2 separate regions of the Mus musculus genome follow, and region 2 is linked to region 1. A link is a contact called in public HiChIP or PLAC-seq data. All regions are on one chromosome and are shown on one strand. The core of a region is the stretch at or near the end of the contact, and the rest is flanking DNA. Distances in the headings are between cores, read along the strand shown.

Evidence for each region. HiChIP or PLAC-seq counts read pairs in DNA pulled down with a chosen protein or histone mark.
Region 2: an H3K27ac HiChIP or PLAC-seq map of microglia shows a contact between it and region 1, with 2.2 times the contacts expected there. The contact joins two enhancer-like sites. A contact is called at or near these places in 4 of 115 datasets of contacts at active chromatin or transcription factors (the 230-238 cell line, the HPC-7 cell line, bone marrow-derived macrophages and 1 more) and 4 of 9 other capture datasets (adipose tissue, bone marrow-derived macrophages, liver and 1 more).

What each region holds. Positions count from the first base shown.
Region 1 is chr1:37,492,593-37,497,478 of GRCm38.p6, forward strand. It overlaps Mgat4a (mannoside acetylglucosaminyltransferase 4, isoenzyme A), which reads right to left. Exons shown (of 16, transcript NM_173870.3): 4 at 3,281-3,421. Among named protein-coding and RNA genes, the nearest start is that of Gm39627, 8.5 kb to the right of the region's middle. Within about 2 kb of position 3,304, at least 89 of the 459 cell types and tissues checked have an H3K27ac peak or open chromatin away from gene starts, as enhancers often do. A contact at or near this core is called in the 230-238 cell line, the HPC-7 cell line, adipose tissue and 2 more, where this site is marked.
Region 2 is chr1:37,584,771-37,589,222 of GRCm38.p6, forward strand. No RefSeq gene overlaps it. Among named protein-coding and RNA genes, the nearest start is that of 4930556I23Rik, 28 kb to the right of the region's middle. Within about 2 kb of position 1,576, at least 197 of the 459 cell types and tissues checked have an H3K27ac peak or open chromatin away from gene starts, as enhancers often do. A contact at or near this core is called in the 230-238 cell line, the HPC-7 cell line, adipose tissue and 2 more, where this site is marked.

The sequences.
Region 1 (4,886 bases), core at 2,054-4,553:
TGAACCCAGTCTGTTGCCCAGAGAGGCTGTGACCTCGAGTTTCCCGCCTCAGTCTCCTGAGTACTTGGGAGTGCCTATGTCTCCAGACCCGACTTAGATAGCATATGTGAGTTTCAACCATAACTACTAACATGAAAAGCAAACACTTCTAACTGGTCTCTTCTAACAGTTGGGTACTGTCCTATGGGTGCAATTCCCTTGCTCGTCCTTCCAAAATAAATCAGACCATTTATTTGCTCCACCAGCTCAGTTTTCTAGATCACCAAGTTACTGGCCTCCATATTGCTGGCCATGCCATACTTAACAATGCCACTGCTTTGTCGTCCGTGTTGGCTGTGCCCGGCTACCCCAGCCACTAATGTGTGGGAGGACCGAGGGGCTGTATGAGAGAACTTCAGAATCCCAGCCGGTCTCTCGGACCAGCCAACACCTGGAGCATTGCCCCTCCCCCTGAGCCTGAGAATGGCTTTGCAGCTGCTCTGGGATTAAGCAGACTGACTATTGAAGAACAGAACCTCTGGCAAGCAGCAGCTCTGCTTGGATCTAGACAATGGACGTTCTTGACGCAAAATCCCTATTTATTACACAGGTTCTGAGCTTCCGAAAAACACGAATCCCAGAAATCATGTGCAAAATAACTTTTCTATATATGTTTTTCTAAGCAGAGGTCAATGGCTTCTTTTAAGGACATTTTAAGGGTTCTTAGCTCTCGAACCACTAAGGATTGTCTAAGGGTTTAGGAAAGAGAGGTTTGGTTTTTTAAGTTAAATAAGGATGTTCCCCCATACTCCAAGATGACTGCTTTTCCTATGTTTTAAAAACAGAACTCACTTTATAGACTGTGGACTTTTAAAAAACTAGATGGTCAAGATCTTGGAGTGTTTATAATGGATAAAATGAGTGAGATAAAAAAAAAATTCGTTTAAAAGGAAGACAGAGTGTCAGCCATCAAACCAGAAGAGCTTACTAGATAAGAACTTGCGGGGCTGGAGACGTGGCTCAGTGGTTAAGAGCACTGACTGCTCTTCTAGAGGTCCTGAGTTCAAGTCCCAGCAACCACATGGTGGCTCACAACCATCTATAAGGGGATCTGATGCCCTCCTCTGGTATGTCTGAGGGCAGGTACAGTGTACTCATATAGATAGAATTAATAAATCTTAAAAAAAAAGAACTTGCTAGAGGGCCGGGCGAGGTGGTGCACGCCTTTAATCCCAGCACTTAGGAGGCAGAGGCAGGCGAATTTCTGAGTTCAAGGCCAGCCTGGTCTACAGAGTGAGTTCCAGGACAGCCAGGACTATACAGAGAAACCCTGTCTCAAAAAAACCAAAAAAAAAAAAAAAAAAAAAAAAAAAAAAGAACTTGCTAGAGATCTTCAACATTCCAAATGACTTGGGGGGCTGAGTTGAGGGGACATAATCTCACTGTGGAGCCCTGCCTGGTCTGGAACTCATGAACATCTGCCTGCCTCTGCCTCTGTCTCTGCCTCTCAGATGTTAAAAGACTTTTAAAAACACAGTCTTTTTTTCATTTGTTACTCTCATTAATGAAAGTGCAGCCTAAATTGACTATGGAACCTTACCCAGACTGGCTGTTAAAGGGAGATATCAATGTTACCTTTTAAAAATAATTAGCAATTGAAGTTCTAAAGAAAGTAGCTAACAGTGTCCTATACACATGAGAGTTTCTATATCTAGCCCCCAAAGGACGGATGCCTCTCCTCAACAAATATTTCTTGAATTAATAATTTAAAAACAAAAGTTAATCTGAATGGGCTAGCATAAGACACACAACTTCTATAGGAAGATCATACGTTGTTTTAAGTTGTTTATAAGACATAAAGATAGAAGAACCAAGGGAGATGGATGCAGAGGCTTAGTAATATCGTTAACATCGAAACATGGTAACATAGTAACATGGTAACATAGTAACTAATAACGTCATAACAGCTCAAATGACCAGAGATAAAGAGAAAGGTGCTTAAGGTATCCAGAGTTGTGGATCCAACTCTGTGGAGGAGAGCTGGTCTAGCATGCACGAGGCCCTGGGTACAAACAGGAGAACTACACAAAGGAAAAGCCAGGTAAGGAACCCACGGGCTGGAGAAACAGCTCAGCCCCAAAGAGCACCTGCTGCTCTTGCAGAGGACCTGGGTTCTATTCCCAGCGCCCATATGGTGGCTCACAACCACATCTAACCCCAGGTCCAGGACAGCCAATGCTCTCTACGAGTTCTGAGGGTGGCAGTCCTGCTATCCCATGGGATGGGGTTCAACACATAAAGTTAAATCCAAAAAAAATTTAACACAAAAATGAAATTCAATCTGGCAAGGCACACACCTGAAATCCCAGTGGGGGGAAGGGAAGGGAAGCTTGGCCTACATAGTGAGACCTCATTTTTTAAAAAATCCCCAGACAACAACAAAGGCAGAAGAATTTTAGTATCTCTAGAATTATTGTTTCCCCAATTGTAATATTTTCATCTCTACATTTTAAATCTATGAAGAAAAAGTCCACCTAAAAAGTCCAAGTTCAATTAAGTCAAAAATTTTAAAGTCTCGTAAAAATGAAACACTAGAAATATTAAGTAGCTAAAAGGTCCTCGGAGGAGAATTCCAGGACTGCTTAGGCAGGAAAAGCATAGCAATAGCAGGTGTTCCCACATGGGATGCTCCTGAGAGCAATGTTCTGCCTCTACATGTCCAGGGGAAGGCGGAGCAGACTGAAGACAAACCCCTAAGGCAGGATTGTGAAGAGCCATTAATGCCAGACTCAGACATGGGGGAGGGGTCATCTCTCTACCTCCCCATTTTTAAAACAGAAAGCTGACAAAGGTTCAAGGTTTATCTGCCTGAACTACATGTGTACTGATCCTGTTTAGATATATGGAAAAGATGTCCATATCATTTCAATAAGCAGATTGCACTAAGCCCCAAGATGCTGTGCAGATATTAAATATATCAATAAATTATATATTATAATTTAACAACCACAATTTAATAATTTAATACCACCAATAGTTATATATTTTAATATTGTTACTATAATAACTTAAATACAAATATATTAAGTATGCTAATATTGATATGCTAATGAGATGAATTAATATGATAATATCAATATTTATTTTCTTTTTAATTATTGAATCTAATATAGTAATTATGTTAATATATTAAATATGCACGTATATTTAATTTTACTCCTTTGTCCTGCTAGACATCTTCCTAGTGGTCAATCAACCCCTCCAAACCACAGTTCCAATAGCAGGCGCACAGTGAACACACCTCCCGTTCTTCCACTGCCAATCTGTACGGCGGGCTGAAGGCTTCTTTCATTTTGCAATAGATGAGGCAAATGATAATAAATACTTGGCACTCGAAGTGATTTTTTGCTTGTCAACTCTTTTAGAAGCTTTATGGTATTATCTGAAACACAGAAAGACAATTTAAGTGGCAGGAACCCCTTACCTTCCGGAAGTTGCTGCCGATTCTCTTTTGAAAATTAACTGAGAACACAGGAGAAACAGCCAGGCAGGCACTAACTACGCAGCAGTCTAGAAAGGAAGTTGCAGCAAGCACACTGGCCACAGCTCAATTTCACTTTCCTGTCTTCTTCTCTTTTCTTTCCTAAAGACAGGTTGTTGATATATACAGCCCACGTGGTCTCAAATCTTCCATGAAGCCATGTTCTTCCATGCCAGGCATGTGCCTGTCCTTCCTAACTTTCATTTTCTTTATGCACTAGCATTTCATCAAACTTTTATATAGAAGATAGATTTCCCTAAAATAGTCACTGAAAATATTTAGAAGTTGGGAACGCTCAGTACGTGTCAATCTAAAAGTGGTTTCCGTTTCATCCAGAGGAGTGGATGAGCCACTGAACAGAGTACAGAGTAAAAATTTCTGTTAATTAGACAATAGTGCTGTCAATTTTCATTCAACTGAGATTTCACCTTCTAAACAAGGCAGTCAGCATTATGGACTTGTGGCCACAATGCCATGAAAGATATGACATGAGGGACGGAGAGACAGGCTCAGTGGTGACAGTACCGGCTGCTCTTTCAGAGGTCCTGGCTCACATGTGCCAGGAGCTCTAACACCCTCCTCTAGCTTCCCTGGGCGCCTCTCAGATGTGGTACACAGACATAATGCAGACAAAAACATCCATATCAAACCCACAAAAATACATCACATCATAGATAAAATTAAACTTGAATTCCACGTGAGAAGAATCAGTAAGTTACAATACCCTATTCCACTCCAGCAAGCAGCAGCCCTTTGAAGGATGCTGTCAGTCACGGTGTGATGCCTGTCCTAGATAGTCAGCAGGATCAAAGGCCCTAACACAGTCTGTCCTGTGACTCAGTCGTTTCCTCTCCATGATTTTAGCTTTCACTCGTTCCACAAATACCTAATTGCTTTCTGTCTTGTTCCAGAAATGGTGTGTTTGGAAATCGCCTGCCATCAAAACATAATCTAATGAAGATCACAAGGGCTGCCAGAAATGTAACCAAACGCTTCGCAAAAATGTCTCTCACAGAGCTGTGATTTGGAAGGGCAAAAGTGACCCAGGAAAACATTCATTTGCTAATTATAGAAGGAAATGCTTCATTTGCTGTGGTCTATGATTAGCACATTAGCTAGAAAAGTATTTCAGTTGGTGTGGGGAGTACACACGGCTAATCCTAAGCACTTGCAAGGCTGAATCGGGAGGCTCACAAGTCTGAGGCCAGCCTGGGCTACATAAGTTACTTCTTGAACAGCCTGTGCCATAGAGTAAAATCTTAGACCATTAAAATAAAATTTTAATGCAAATAGTATTTTGAAGAATAATGACGTCAGACACTGTGGTGTGCACCTTTTATCCCAGCCCTCTAATGCCCAAGGGAGG
Region 2 (4,452 bases), core at 326-2,825, 90 kb after region 1:
CTTGTGTATGTGTTTGAATGTGCTTGTGTGTGTATGTGTGTATATGTATGTGTTGTGTCTGTCTGTATGTATATGTGTATATGTATGTGTGCCTGTGTATGTGTGTGTGCATGTGCTTGTGTGTTTATGTATGTGTGTATATGTGTGTGTGTGCATGTGCTTGTGTGTTTATGTATGTGTGTATATGTGTGTGTTTGTGTATGTGTGTGCATGTGTGCTTGTATATATGTATGTGTGCATATGTGTATATGTGTGTACCTGTGCTTGTGTGTATATATGTGTGTATATGCTTGTGTGTGTATGTGTGTACATGTGCTTGTGTATGTATGTATATGTACGTGTATGTGTGCATGCATAGTCATGGGAAAGCATACAAAGCATTCCTTTTGAGCTGTGTACCAACTTCCAACCAATATGAATGAACTTTTACCTTCCTCCAAGCTGGCTTAGGACCACAGAGGGAATTGGCTTTGTTCCTCTACTCTAGTGACGCCACCCCTTGCCCCTGAGTATTTCCAGTCCCATAGCCACTATCCACTAGAGCAGTGGGAGGGCTCAGCGAATGCATTTTCTTATGGCCATTGCTCACCAACCTGTTTATGAAAGAGGTTTGAGGCGTGACAGCCAGTAAATCTCAGTGTTGCATAAGGACAGACACTTGTTCTCGCAGTATATTTGAAGCCACTGTTGGGGGTGCCACTCAGGACTCTCCAGAGAAACAAAACCAGGAGCAGAGACACACTTGTGAAGATGCACGCATACACAGAAATACCCTCTCCTCTGTCTGTTGTGAGCTTAAGTCCTGACAAATCCATTGCAAGTTAAAAATAAATACCAAGTTTAAAAAAAAAAAAAAGAAAAGCATTCAATACATCCAGCCTAGCCCACCATGCTTGGTCACTTAATAGTCTGCAGCATGGCAAAGGTATCCACCATCAAGCTTACCCTGCAACTGACTGTCACAGGAACCATCCTGAAGTCGGCCTGTGAGAACAGAATGGGTATGTAGATACTCACCATTAAAACTCGCCACTGGAAGCACACTGGGTCTGCAGACTAAGAGAAACATTACATTCAAAGGAGAGCTGAGTGACAGGCACACCGGAAGTACTGAGTCATCGGTTCCCGGCTGGAACCTGCTCACCGTGCCAAGACTGCATTGCCAGCCTAGGGCTGGAAGAAAACCCAAACCTGAAGCGTGGTTTCTACTGAGTGACTGACTGTCTTTGTACCACAATGAAGTTGGGACTGCAAAAGCTGAACCATCGCAAACCCAGGACAGTGTGTCTGTGCAGTGTGGAGGTCTGCGGTCAGCTGTGGGGTCACGTGATTCTGAAGGCCCAGAAGGCTCCTCCATGTGCCATCTGTCAGTTGGAACAGAAAGGCTCATGGCACAGTTCAGAGGTATGAGCTGGAGAGCCAAAGGCATAAGTTCTACTTGGGTTGAAGTCTTGAGAAGCAGAGGCCCAGAAAAAGAGGAAAGACCGATATCTTCTCACAGAAGCCTGCTGTGCGGAAATTCCCAGAGCCTCAGTCATACCCTGGCATGCTGCCGCTGCAGCTGCATTTTCTGCTGGTTTCGCTTCCTCTTTCTCTTTAACCTCACAATATAGCTGCTAGCCTGGTCTCTGTATGGGAGGGGTCTGCATTCTGTGAGCCTAATTCAACAGTACATGCTGAGTACTTAGCCTTTGGCAGATGACACGTAAGACACATCAAAACAATCATCCATCATGATCAAGTAGGCTTCATCCCAGGGATGCAGGGATGGTTTAACATAATCCACTATATAAGCCAACTCAAAGACAAAAACCACATGATCATCTTGTTAGATGCTGAGAAAGCATTTGACAAAATCCAACAACCATTCATGATAAAAGTCTTGGAAAGATCAGGAATTCAAGGACCATAACTAGACATAATAAAAGCCATGTACAGAAAACCAGTAGGCAACATCAAACTAAATGGAGAGAAACTTGAAGCAATCCCACTAAAATCAGGGACTAGACAAGGCTGCCAACTTTCTCCCTACCTATTCAATATAGTACTTGAAGTCCTAGCCAGAGCAATTAATTAATTTTTAATTAGCAATTAAAAAGAAGATCAAGAGAATACAAATTGGAAAGAAAGAAATCAAAATATTTTGCAGATGATATGATAGTATATATAAGTGACCCTAAAAATTCCACCAGAGAACTCCTAAACCTGATAAACAGCTTCAGTGAAGTAGCTGGATATAAAATTAACTCTAACAAATCAGTGGCCTTTCTCTACACAAAGAATAAACAGGCTGAGAAAGAAATTAGGGCAACAACACCCTTCACAATAGGCACAAATAATATAAAATACCTTGGTGTGACTCTAACTAAGCAAGTGAAAGATCTGTATGATAAAAACTTCAAGTCTCTGAAGAAAGAAATAGAGGAAGAACACAGAAGATGGAAAGATCTCCCATGCTCATGGATTGGCAGGATTAATATAGTCAAAATGGCTATCTTGCCAAAAGCAATCTACAGATTCAATGCAATCCCATCAAAATTTCAACTCAATTCTTTACTGAGTTAGAAAGGGCAATTTGCAAATTCATGTGGAATAACCAAAAGTCTAGGATAGCAAAAACTATTCTCAACAATAAAAGGAACTCTGGTGGAAGCACCATGCCTGACCTCAAGCTGTACTACAGAGCAATTGTGATAAATAAATAAATAAATAAATAAACCAAAAAAACTGCATGGTACTTGTACAGCAACAGACAGGCAGATCAATGGAATAGAACTGAAGACACAGAAATGAACACCTATGGTCACTTGTTCTATGACAAAGGAGCTAAACTATCCAGTGGAAAAAAAGACAGCATTTTCAACAAATGGTGCTGGCACAACTGGTGGTTATCTTGTAGAAAAATGTGAATTGATCCATTCTTATCTCCTTGTACAAAGCTCAAGTCTAAGTGGATCAAGGAACTCCACATAAAACCAGAGACACTGAAACTTATAGAGGAGAAAGTGGGGGAAAGCCTCGAAGTTATGGGCACAGGGGGAAATTTCCTGAATAGAACAGCAATGGCTCGTGCTGTAAGATCGAGAATTGATAAATGGGACCTCATAAAATTGCAAAGCTCTGTAAGGCAATAGACACTGTCAATAAGACAAAAAGGCCACCAACAGATTGAGAAAGGATCTTTACCAATCCTAAATCAGATAGGGAACTAACATCCAATATATATATTTAAAAAAAATTCAAGAAGCTGGACTCCAGAAAATCAAATAGCCATATTAAAAATGGGGTACAGAGATAAACAAAGAATTCTCAACTGAGGAATACTGAATGGCTGAGAAGCACCTGAAAAAATGTTCAACATCCTTAATCATCAGGGAAATGCAAATCAAAACAACCCTGAGATTCCACCTCACACCAGTCAGAATGGCTAAGATCAAAAATTCAGGTGACAGCAGATGCTGGCGAGCATGTGGAGAAAGAGGAACACTCCTCCATTGCTGGTGGGATTGCAAGCTTGTACAACCACTCTGGAAATCAGTCTGGCGGTTCCTCAGAAAATTGGACATAGTACTACCATAGTATTCCCCCTTTTCCTTCCCAGTACCCCCCAGAGCTTGTGTCTCTAGCTGCATATGTAGCTGCATTAGTAGGCCATCAATGGGAGGATACCTAGCAATACCTCTCCTGGGCATATATCCAGAAGGTGTTCCAACTGGTAATAAGGACACATGCTCCACTATGTTCATAGCAGCATTATTTATAATAGCCAGAAGCTGGGAAGAACCCAGATGTCCCTCAGCAGAGGAATGGATACAGAAAATGTGGTACATTTACATAACGGAGTACTACTCAGCTGTTTAAAACAATGAATTTATGAAATTCTTAGGCAAATGGATGGATCTGGGGGATATCATCCTGAGTGAGGTAACCCAATCACAAAAGAACACACATGATATGCACTCACTGATAAGTGGATATAAGGCCATAATGTAACTTACACCCTTTTCACAAAATGCAAAATCATGTTTCCAGTGTTTCTTAAAAAAAAGGGGGGGGGAAGGGGGAGGCACCTTATTCCTTATTTTCTTAAGCCATGTCTTTTTTTTATTTCTTTGCCCTCTCATTAATTTATTTTTTTATTAAATATTTTCTTCATAACAGTTCAAATGCTATCCCCTTTCCTAGTTTCCTATCCAAAAGTCCCCTAACTTTTTTCTCCATATCCTAGCCAGCATCTGCTGTCACCTGTTTGAAACTTAGAATACCCAAGATACAATTTGCAAAACACATGAAACTCAAGAAGAAGAAAGACCAAAGTGTGGCTACTTTGTTCCTTCTTAGAATGGGGAACAAAATACTCATGGAAGGAGTTATAGAGACAAAGTTCAGAGCAGAGACAGAGGAAGGACCATCCTGAGACTGCCCCACCTGGGGACCCATCCCATAAACAAC